2 separate regions of the Gossypium hirsutum genome follow, and region 2 is linked to region 1. The links are chromatin contacts, called in public Hi-C maps. All regions are on one chromosome and are shown on one strand. Each heading gives the region's core, a stretch centred on a gene start, on an enhancer-like site or on the middle of the called end of the contact. The rest is flanking DNA. Distances are from core to core; before and after follow the strand shown. Region 1 holds the start of LOC107893989 (5'-3' exoribonuclease). Region 2 holds the start of LOC107893985 (SUPPRESSOR OF ABI3-5).

Evidence for each region. A called contact is a pair of places that touch in the nucleus more often than the background predicts.
Region 2: a contact with region 1 is called in a Hi-C map of leaf, with 1.8 times the contacts expected there. The contact joins the promoter of LOC107893985 here to the promoter of LOC107893989 in region 1. A contact is called at or near these places in 2 of 34 Hi-C or Micro-C datasets (leaf and seedling).

What each region holds. Positions count from the first base shown.
Region 1 is chrA13:15,372,773-15,378,964 of Gossypium_hirsutum_v2.1, reverse strand. LOC107893989 (5'-3' exoribonuclease) reads right to left here and starts at 4,619. Exons shown (of 6, transcript XM_016819151.2): 1 at 4,494-4,619; 2 at 3,937-4,336; 3 at 1,975-2,099; 4 at 1,518-1,829; 5 at 1,247-1,416; 6 at 413-1,015. The coding sequence starts at 4,290. The coding sequence ends at 600.
Region 2 is chrA13:15,604,215-15,610,295 of Gossypium_hirsutum_v2.1, reverse strand. It overlaps LOC107893985 (SUPPRESSOR OF ABI3-5), which reads left to right and starts at 2,516. Exons shown (of 11, transcript XR_005907512.1): 1 at 2,516-2,721; 2 at 3,458-3,674; 3 at 4,186-4,311; 4 at 4,407-4,568; 5 at 5,252-5,381; 6 at 5,839-5,880; 7 at 6,037-6,081.

The sequences.
Region 1 (6,192 bases), core at 3,370-5,869:
CAAGTCCCTTTTCTTGTATGGCTTTTTTCGATTTTCCAAATAGCTATAACCTCCTTGATGTTAGTACCTTAACAAGGTTATTTTACGATCTAGATTCAACTATTTTGTTAAAATAATTTATCGTTGTTATTATAAGTGATTTAAAGTTAAATTATGTAATTTACTTAAATCAAAAGTTCGATTTATTTGATAAATAAAAATTTATAATGTAAATTAGTTAATATCCACCGTACTTAAGATCTCTAGTAGTAATAGTTAATAGTAGGTTTTTTTGGCACGGGAATATTTTTCATTTTTAAAATTTCTACATATATATTTAAAAAAATTAATAATTAAAGAAAATAAAAATAATAGAGATATTAATGTGGTTCTAGAGAGCAAAGCATTAGAACAAAAAAAATAAGGCAAGATATAGATGGTACATGGTTTATACTTGGGCAATAAAACCAAAAATACACACAGGTTGAATCACCAAATGTGATTAGTTTAGTTGGGATTTTAACAAAACCAAAAGAATATGCCACTCGCTCTTTATCTTTGCAACAATGGCAAGAAGCAAATGGTACCTAGTCTTTTTTTTTTTTTCCTCCAATCAAGTACTATTTGGTCTCTATAGGAACTTGAACTCCACTAAGGTTGATCGTAGCATGGGAAAGCTTCAACCTAATGGCCTCGAATTCATCGTTCTGCCGTTCTTCGGCAGTCAACCACGATGCTAAACAACGATCAATCAAGTCCTTGCCACAACTCGAGGGAGAAGTTCCCTTGAAACTGCCCATCCTTGTAAATCTCGCTATCTTGGCGAGGTTTGTGTCAGAGGGTTCCTTTGCATAACCCTCTAGAATGTCCTTAATGGCACTGCACCAGATAGGTCGAGCTACCTTAAGAAAGTCGTGCAGAACCACCACTGGAAGGTTCACGCTTCCTAGTTCGGACTCACCATGGCCATCTCTCCCATGATAATCTGACCCTCCAAGCTTCAGAAGGTTGTACGTATCCGCTAAGTCATTGTATGCTGTAAAGTGTAAACCCAAAAGACGTAAAAAGCTTTTAACTAGCAGCAGTCTTGGATCATCTTTGTCTAAAGCAAATATGCAATTATGCAGGGGTAGAATCTAATTGTGCAACTGTATGAAAATAATGGAGCATTACCATGAGCATTACTCTATTTTTTTTTTTTTGTCCAAGTTCGTAAATGAAAACTTGCTGATGTTAAAGAAGGATATTAAGACAACAAATCTAATACCTGCCCGTCTTCCATTACTTCTATAAACCTCCATTCCGTGAAGGCCTGCATCTTTTAACCGTCTTATGATAGGAATCGGATTTTTTAGTGCCCAAGGATGAGCGAGGACTGCTAAACCCCCAGTTTCACATATCAGCTGCACTGCTTCTTCTGCAAGAGGCTCACTTCCTCTGTAACAAGGACCAAAACAAATTCTTCATAAATCATCACCAAACGCGAAGAAATATGCATTGAACATGTTCAGCGGGAAAAGATACAAAGAAAAGATTACGTGGAATAAGCAGGTCCTCCATCATATAAATATCTTGCAAAAGCTTGCTTTAGATTCTCCACATAACCTGCTTCAACCATAGCTCGAGCCACATGCAATCTCCCGGGAGCCACTCCCTTGCCTGCAATCTTTGTAACATGCTCCCACTTAAGAGGTAGCTTGAGTTTATTGAGTTTCAAAACAATGTCCTTAGCACGTACATAACGTCCCTCCCTTATGTTAGCCAATAATTTATCCAGCTCCTCATACCTCATGGGCCCACAGCCGCTGTAATATGCAAGGATGTGCACTGGTTCCTCCATTTCAGGATTTCTGCTTTTGAATCAATAAATGAAACATAAGAGGTGCAGAAATACACAGAAAACAACCAAACAATATGCGAGGCACTTCTACGACTGATTCTACAATAATTTTTTTTTTCCATTTACGATGATAATTGTATTAACCAAACAAGAACCTTGGAGAGAATATGGTGCTGATCTCAACACCAGGGATTATCTTGATACCGAATCTGCGAGCAGCTTCTACAGCTTCGGTGATTCCAGACATTGTATCATGATCTGTCAGAGCAAGAACTTTCACCTGTTCTGAACACAATATGCTAATCATATTCCAATTACTTAAAAGGGGTTAAAGAATCGATATGTAAAACCTGCCAATTTATTCAAAGAAACAGTAGAAAGAAATAAATACGAAGATTACAAAGTTACAATATGCTAGAAATAGATAGTTCCAAAGGATCCCCGAATTCTTCCTAAAATACTAGAAATTGGTTTCGTAATTTGCCTTTTATTCTCAAAGTTCAGATATACTTGGGAATTCAAGCTTAATTCAGCCATTCCATTGTGCGTTTCTTCTGTAACAGCTTCCTAGATAAAAATGCCAAAGTTACCAAACCAAAGAAACATAAGTCTGAGTAGTCCATTTTGTCAGGACAATAACCGGAAACTACAAACTCAAGCAAAAGGTATATGCACACATACCGAAAACAAACCACACTAGAGACACATACATGCATGCATGTGCAAAGGAATTGTTCAAATGCAAAGTCAAAGCAACATTCAACCAAAAAGAGGACAATGTCACAGTAAAAGGCTTGTTAAAACAAAACTGGCTTAAAACCAAAAAAACGAAGAAAATATTTCACTATTCAAAAAGAAGAAAAGAAGGCAAATAACATCATCAAAAAACTACCAAAAACCTGTCCTAGTTTCAATTACAGAAACTTCTTTTCTGTTTCTTCAGTCATATGATTGTGTTTGTGTTTAAAAAGAAAATGATTAACAGAAGAACCTGTTCTTTTAAACATATTAATTTTTGTCACTTGTCATGAATCATTGCTAAGTAGTTTTAACCATTTATGTGCCTAACCTAGAATCTATTTACTTCATAGGTGGAGTAGACCAAGCTTCTACATCCATAACCCTTAACACCCTACTTTGAAATCCCAATCTCACTAACATTTGCAGCTTACTTCTTGCTGGAACTCACCATCAAAATCTATACATTTATAACCCCTTTTTCACCATCAATAAACCTCATAAATTTCAGAACTACAAGTACTAAATAGTATACAGTAGCCTTTAAATATGAAAGCAAGAAAAAAAGACCAGCACTAGGAAAAATGAAATTACAAATTTGGAGCAAAAGTGACACATGAAAGTCAGTCTTACCATACTTTTTTTTATAGACAATCTACAATACTTGGACGTAAGTGTTAGATAGTACAAATTTTTTACTCAAGACAAACAGGAGAATCTGTACTGTTAAACACATTAATTTTTGTCACCTGTCATGGGTCATTGCTACGCAGTTTTGACCTGGATTAGACCAAGCTCCAACATCAATGACCCTGACACCCTCCTTTGAAATGCCAATCTAACAAATATTTATAGCTACTTCTTGCTACTCGCCATCAAAATCTGTACATTTATAGCCCATTTTCACCATCAATGAACCACTAACATACAAAGATATGGACCCTCAGAGATTTCATAAATAAAGCTACTAAATAGTATACAGTAGCCTTTAAATTTGTAGGAAAAATGAAATTACAAACTTGGAACACAAGTGACAGATGAAGTCAGCCTAAATTACTTTGGATGGTACAATCATGTCCCATACCTAAACGAATAAATATTTCAAGAAGGATAACCATAGTCATAGCCTTCAGTACAATCACATAGCCTTATGAGTTCAAACCATAAAAATCAATCTACAGTTGAATAAAAACAATGTACATCAAGAACAGTATTCCCAACAGATTCACACACAACAAAGTACTATCACTACTATTCTATTTCAGCAATTCAATCAAACACATCATGGGCTTCTATCCATTCATTCAAAAAATCTAAAACCCATATCAGATGCCGATTTATGACAAACAAAAAAGAAGTACCCAGACTCTGTGACTCACCCCATTGCCATGTGCTCTCTCAACGAGCTTAGAAGGAGACAAGAACCCATCACTGTGTTTCGAATGGGAATGCAATTCAAACACCATTTTCTCCATCCCTCTCCCCAAACTCTTTTGCACACCAAAATCATCCACCACCCACGACGATAAACCCGCCGTCGAAGAAGAATTGGGGTTCTGGTGCCTGTCTAAATAAACCCATTCGGTCACCGATTTGAAAGCCGATGTTTGCTCAGCCGTCATCTTTCTCTTGCTTCCCCCACGCTTCTTCTTCTTGTTCTTCTTCTTGTCTTTTGCTTTGCTGCTGATGTTGTTTTGGCAACTGGGATTGTTGTTATCGCCGAGACCCACCATGGTTGAAAGATTTTCTTTGCCTTATTTTCCCTGTTTTTGTTGTTTACTATGATCAAAGAGAAAAAGAAAGAGGGATTAGACAAATTGAAGTAAAGCGGGACAAGAAAAAGATACAAAAGCGGCGAAGACAGAGATGCATAGAAAGGGGCAGGGTGGGGGACACAGCGTAATGCCCCTTGTATGTCACAGGTGTCCTCTCTTACCTTTGGTCCGACAGGTGTACTTTTGGTTTTTTACCTTCTTCTTTTTCAATTTTTATTGAATAATCCATTAATGGAGTTGAAACTTGAACCAGATAACCATGAAAAAAAAATGATATAAGATAGAGCGGAAAAGTAAAAAGGTCTAATTGTAGTTACAGTCCCTCTACGATACTGAAATTTAAGTTTTTAACCTCCTTAAGTTTTTAGATCTAAAAACGTAAGTTTGATTGTTAATGCTGTTAAAATTATTCATTAAATTTAGATTCATAATTAGTCTTTTGTTATACGGCTATATCAAGTGATTTTTTTTAATTTCAAAATATCGGAATAATAATTTAACAAAATAATTTAAACAATGTTAATAATTAAACTTAATTTTTTAAATCTAAAAAATGTAAGGACTAAATTCTTGAATATAAAAATAAATAGACTAAATTCTAAATACATGAAAAGTAAAATGACTTGGAATACATTTTAACCAATTTAATCTATCTGCTTTTTATAGTGATATTATTAGTTAGTCCAATCATTTTATTAATTTTTGTACTATAAGTTATGGACTTAATCTTTCTTTATATCTTAATTTATTAAGTTTAGTGTATATACTTTTTAAACTAATCAATTTTAGTCCGTGTATTTTAAACAAAAAATCATGATTGGTATTTTTCAAGTCAGATTTTTTAAACTTTGAATTTAATTATTTTAAATAGCTTAATTATTTGAATTTTGTAAAAACAATATATTTGAAAGTTTTTATAATAATTTCATTGTAGATTCTTATCATAATTGTTCTTTTTGACATAATGTTTAGAATTATTCATGGTCCCTCTTCAACTCATAAATAGGAGGATAATGTGCTTCAGCGCACTCGAACCCACGTCCTTCTGCATTGGTAACCATGCTTATGTCAATCGAGTTAAAACTCAGTCGATTATTATTTCGTGATGCTATTAACTGGATTTCTAAATGGTGTAAGATTGAATAGACTTTGTTTAGTTCACTACTAATTGAGTTTTTTTTTTACTTTTATCATGTTTTTATAAAATTAATAGTAATAAATTTATTATCTATATTTTAAATAGATATAAAGAAAATATTTTTTTTAAATTTGTGATTCATGTGATAAAAAATAAAATAAAGTAAAAACAAAGAAATTAAACTTCCAGAAGAAATCTAAAAGGAATTTTAAAGAAATTAATAAATTTTACAAATAAAATTAACAAGTTTTAAATTTAAAAATAATAAATTAATAAAATAAAGAGGGGTGGAGAGAATAAAGAACAAGAAAATATGAAAGCAATAGAGAATATAATTTATTAATCAAAAGGGGTGGTTACAATGCTTCATCAGAATCTCTATTTATAGGCATAAGAAGTATAAAAGAAGTAGAGATCTAATTCTAATAACTATTAAAATTTAAAGTATACCAAAACTTCATCTTGATCATGATGGACATCCACTTAATAAGATATTCATAACACTCCCCTTCGGATGTTCATTGGTAGATAATATACCTCATTAAAACCTTATTAGGAAAAACCCTGTGGGATAAAAACCTAACGAGATGGAAAAGAGTACACAATTTATAATACACATAATATGTTGCCTCATTAAAAACCTTGTCAGGAAAACCCAATGGGACAAAACCTCGGTTAAGGGAAAAAGAGTACAACGCGTATTTACTCCCTCTCATGAAAAC
Region 2 (6,081 bases), core at 1,267-3,766, 230 kb before region 1:
AAGAGAAAATAAAAATTTCTTTTGTTTATTGATAAAATTGCATTGGAATAGATGGAAATAGCTGTTATAAATAAAGTAGCTGAACTTCAGCTATTAATGAAGGTGAAAGAAATTTAATATTTTTTCTTTCCTTATCTGCTTCCAAAAAGAGTCGAAGCTTTTATATTCTTCTCTCCAAAATCATCTTAAAAGGCTTAGAGATAAATCATTTTAGTGAGCGGCTGCCTTTTTCTTATGTCCTTTTGTTTTATTTTTATTTCTTTTATTATTTTTGGAAGAGAAAACTAATTTTGGCCATTTTAAAATGGAGTCGGGCTGTAAATATATATTTTTTCAATTTCGGCTACAAAATATGTTTAATTAGAGAATAATTGGTTGAATCGATTTTTTATTGGTTCATCTAGTTGGTGGTCGCGGTTGATCCGATTTTTAGGTCAATCCCTTTTTTCATATTATTTCGGATTGGTGTATCGATCAGTTCTCGGTTCAATTGGTTCGATTTTAATAATATTAGTTTAAATAAATCAATTAAACAATCAAAATCCCAAGAAATCTAGTCCAAGTATGAGCTGCATTGAACTAATGGAGATAACTTTGTTAATTCTATGTCCTATGGGAATGTTTAACTTTATCTCTTTCTAATACTTATCAATCTATTTTGTGTTCATTTATTTTTAAATCATTTGATATAATTTTCTTTTTTGTATTTTTTATTTTATTTGTTTTGGGTTTTTCTATGCTTTTTAGATTTTTTTAAAATCATTTTTATCCAAATTTGGACTTTTTAAAAATATTTTTCCTTTTCTTTAAACTTTTAGAATTAGAAATAAATTGATAAATTTTGTAAATGTTAAGGGTTAAATTTATTGAATTTTTTAGAATTAAAACTAAAAGACAAATATTGTAAACATTGAGGGCTAGATTTGTTGAATTTTTAGATTTGGGATCAAATTGATAAAATGTGTAAATATTAGAAAGCTAAATTTATTATTATGCAAATAAAAAAAGGTTATGTCAATTTTCTGTTAAGTATTCAATGGTCTTAGTAAAAAAAAATTGTATTTAACGGTGGGTGATTAAAATTTTAAATTTTTGAAGAATTGATGATGAAATTGAAAGTTTTTGAAGTTGGGTAGATTACCTTTATTTTATCTAGTAAAAAATGAGTAAATTAGCCATTGTATGTTATATCAAATAGCAAATTAATTTTTTATTAAAAATTTCATTAATTTCTAATGTTGAGGGTTTATGTAACTAGTGAAGCAACTAAATAGTGATATATACATGGGGTGATTAATTCACGCAAAATGGATGAATTTTTTAATAAAAGAAAAAGATAAACATTTTTACAGGTAAATAAATGAATGAAATTTTTTATATGGATGTAATTCAACCAATCAGATAACGACACATCCCCACTTAACAATAAAAATAGATGAATAGAATGACCAGTTTACTATTTGGCCTAATATACATAGATAAACTAATTTATCTGAACCTCCAAACTACTTTTTTCCATACTTTTTGAAGTATATTAGGAAACAGACTATCTCATAATTAAATATGTATCTAGTTCAAATTTAAATTTTATCAAGGATAACATAACTATTGAATACTAAGATTAACTTTATTTATTATTTGACCTTTAAATTATATTTACCTTTTATTTTAATATTTAATATTTTGTTCTATTTTAGTACTTGAAATATTATTTTTATCTTGATTAATCCTCATAATTACTAGCATCTAGAACGAGTATGCCACATGTTTCATTATTGTTTGTAATAATTATTTGGTAAACTGGGAAGAAAGTGATTGTTAGGTATCATAGATAAACTACCAAACTAGAAAAATTCTTATTATAATGGTGAAATAATATAAAAAGAAAAAAATTATTATTTATATTTAAATAAATTTATATATTTAAATAAATTAGATTATATTTACTAAAAAACTATGACTTTTTCCCTTTGCATTTGTTATATTGTTTTTTTCTTTCTTTCTTCCGTTCATTTTTCTTTTCATTCCTTCTCCATTTTCTTCCTAGTTGTTCCAACCGCCATTGATTCTCACTGGCAGGCATATCATTGGAGCATCTCCAACTTGATTTTACCGAACTGAACCTCTCCCCTTGTTTTCATTTTTTGATTTTCTTGGGTCGCTATTGATGTTTGTTCTGCTTCTTTCTCTGTGATAAGTAGATTTGTCCGATAATTTGATTATTCGTTCAGCTCAACTCAAATTAGGTTAGATTTAGATAATACCAACTTTTGTTTAATTTAATTATGAAAATATATAAATATTAATATAAATATCTAATTTTATTAACTTTTTACATCCATAGACATCTCTGGTGCCGAGTAACCACAATGTGAGTTATAGACAACGTTACTGACCAAATAGTAATTCTTTAAAGTTAGATGACCAAAACTTAAACTTATATAAACATAAATGACCAATTTTGAAATTTACCCAAAACATCAGTTGAGTCGAGTTCCCGATAATTCATGTGGGCTCAGCTACATTGACAAGCTAGGTGAGTCGGCAAATGCTTATTGTCCCTTCCACCATTTTATTTTATTTTGCTCTCAAAGTCTCTGTATCATTTGAAATTTTGGAGCTCAGCTGAGAAATATTTGCAGTCATGGAAGAAAACCCACAACAGCGTTCTCATCTCAAGCGCCAATTCTTCGAAGACCAACACTCCAACAAGCCTCCAGCGTAATTATTTCCTTTGAATCCTCTTATTTATTTATTTAATTTTTTAATTTCATATCTCAGTATATCGTTGCAATTGTTTTTAGCTCGTAGTTCGTTTTCGCCGGTCTATATGTTTTAGGCCGTGCTTATTTAGTTTATTGATTTTTTAGGGTTTAAATGATTTTTTCTAAGTCTTTGATAGTCAATTCCTTTAGGCTTTGCTTGGTTTGAAGAATATAAAGAAATGATGATTGAAAATTTGTTAATCTTAATGGTCAAGCTAGAAGGTAGCGAAGTGGTTATGGCTCGGTGTAATCGGTACTGAGAAACGAAAATTAGAACCCGAATCGCTACTTATTTGAAACCTAATTAGATAGGGGCAATCTTCTCTCGTTTGTTTAGTAGGAACAAAGTACGATTTATTGGAATGTTAAAGAGATGTTTTGGAACTTGTATATATATAGTTTCTGTGTTTGTATAAATAAAATTTGAGGTTTGTGAAATCATTTATTTTACTCTCTAATTTTATAATAAACTATAGGTTAATGCGATCGCTAGTCTTACTGAATTAGGTTGCTACTGTTCTCTTATTGGGATTGCGCAAACCAATTCAAGATCGCTAGGGAAATAACGATTTCTGGTGACAGAGATCTTAACCATTTGATAAACTAATTTTCCATTCTCACTCCTTTTTATTTTTTAAGAATCATTTGTATTGTTTGAATTTTAGAATTGATATCAATATGTTGATTTACAGGCAAAAGAGGGTTAGGTTTCCCAAGGGAAAGAAGGTAAAGCCTGGAGAAGAAGCACCGAACAGAGTTGATATTGAAGACGGTTCAGGTGACTTGAAGGATCCTCGTCTCGCTGCTAAGGAGCGGGCCAAACGCCGCAGTCAAATTACTACGGAGCTATTTGCTGAAGATGGGAGAGGAATGCTTAATGATGTATCAGCTGCTGAAATTTCATATGAGGTAAGTTTATTGCACTCTTAGTCTATCTGATGTTAGATTCTATGCGTGACTTGATAGAATGAAGAGGCAATAAGATGTTAATATGCAGTCCATGTTTTTTGAATAAATGCCAATTTATCCTAACTGTTTTAAAAGTAGAAGATTATGCACAATCTTTGTACTCTCATCTAGTTTGTGGTGGTCCTGCCAGTTATGTACTGTAGCTTTCTCCAAGTTAAGTCTTTTGAATCTAATAAATGGTAAAGGGCCTTCTTTTTTCTCCATTTTATTCCTAAAAAGAAAGTATCTTTATCATTGATATGCCAGTTTAGGTTTTGGCTCTTACAATGTTTAGTGCTGCTGTGAGCTATCAAACACTTGGCAAGTAATTCTGTTATCGAGTTAATTTATAACTTAAGGATGCTTCTTTGCTGAATTGGCTGGATTTCTTGCAGTCAAGATGATTGCCAGAGTCCTCATATATTGGTTAAGGGGACAGGATTAGCCAATGATGAAGAATTTCTTTTTGCAGGATAATGAGAACTTCGTTGATGATGGAGTTCAAATAGAACCTTTCAATCTTAGCAAAGAAAGAGAAGAAGGATACTTTGATGCAGATGGAAACTTTGTTGAATATGTCGCTGACAAGGAAATCAAGGTAAAGCATTGTATTGACCACATGGAAACTTTGATGCAGAAGCTGCTAAATATAATTATCAGAATTTCTATTGACTCCACATGGAATTATTGTAGGATGCCTGGCTTGATAGTGTTGAAGTTGATATAAAATATACAGGAAAAACATCTGTAACCACAAAAGCTGAATATAATGAAGTTGCAGCACAGGATCTTTCCACCCAAGACGTTGGGATAATAAAGAGACGGATTGCCAATGTGCTTGAACCTGGAGAAACGGTAATTACATCATGATAAATATTTTGCCTGAAAAAGTAAATTGAAATGGTAGTCTTCAATTGTTACATGTTTGTTCTAAAATTTGCATTTTGCTTTATTATTAATTTTCTTTTTGTACATAGGAGGTTGTAACCTAGGATAGGAAATGAATTGCAGATGCTGAGATTCGAATCTCTGATCTGCTAGATGTCACCTTTCAAGAATTGGATGTACCAAGTGGACTAAACCCCAGAGTTCCATTTTTCTTTCATTTTCATGAAGTCAATACACTATATATAAAGTGAATACTGGATACTGTACCCGGTATTTTTATTTGATTATGATTTTATGCTGGGACATGGACCTTACTGCATTTAGTGTTATGCTTATTTTAGTTGTTAGTTTTCATCCCATTGAGGGAGTTGTCTATTTTGAGGCTAATCTGGGTTCATAACAATGCTCACATGTGGCATAAGTTTGATTAAGGTTGTTAGATAGTTCCTTCTAGATTTATATTTTTTGGTTAAAGTCACGTATGCTTTTCAATGGCAGATACAGAGTATTTATTTTCCCCTATTAACACTTTTCTTTTTAGGTTCGAAGCTCTGTCCCCTATGTACCAGATATTAAACATGTTTTATCCATCGGGTAATTAAATAGACTACAAGGGACGGTATAAAGCTAATTTTAATTTATATGGACAGGTTTTGCAAGCTCTGAGAAGGTTGAAAGGAGCTTCAAATAAGAGAAAGGAGAAAATGTCAGCTGAGACTCAGCTTGTATTTGATCAGCTAACGGAAGATGCCATTAAGTTAATGGAGAATGGCGACTACAGTTAAGTCTGTTACTTTCTTGTGCTTCTAGGTATCTAGAATTTAGAAGTTAACCTTAAATATTATTAAGCTTTAATGCCACTACCTTCAGGAAAAAAGGGTGTGATTAATGTTTTCAATGGTGCTTGAATCTTTTGAGACAAAGTTGGATTGAACTCAGGTCCATAAATGTTACCTTCACCATTTTAAACACCGGTGCTTGTTAATGGATATGGCAACTTATCTTGGAAAAGAATTAGTAAGCGGATTTCTACTTGTTTAAGATTGAATCATAGATTGAGACTTAATGTTTTTATTGACCACCAATAGCCCTGCCCTTTATGTCCATCTAAGCAAATCTCCTTTTTTTTAACTTTCCATATTCATGTGATAACTTCAAAAGCAGGTGTAGGCATAGCTCTGGGTACATGTATCTTTGGCCACAGTTTATGTTTATGGGCTTAAATTTTGTTCTGCAGATGTGTACCATGAGAAGCAAGAGGTTTTCCAGCGCGAGGCAGGTTGGTGCAATGTTTCTGTAGTTATTTTAACATGTTCTTTTTTATATTAATTGTTTCTAAAATTTTCGTTGGATAATAATTCTGTGTAATTTTGTGAAGGCAAATGTATATTCTAATAGCTTTTATTAACCATGCTCTTGATTTATATTTTCTCAGAGGGATATGAGAAGTTAGCTCTGGCCAGGGATAAAAGCTTATCTG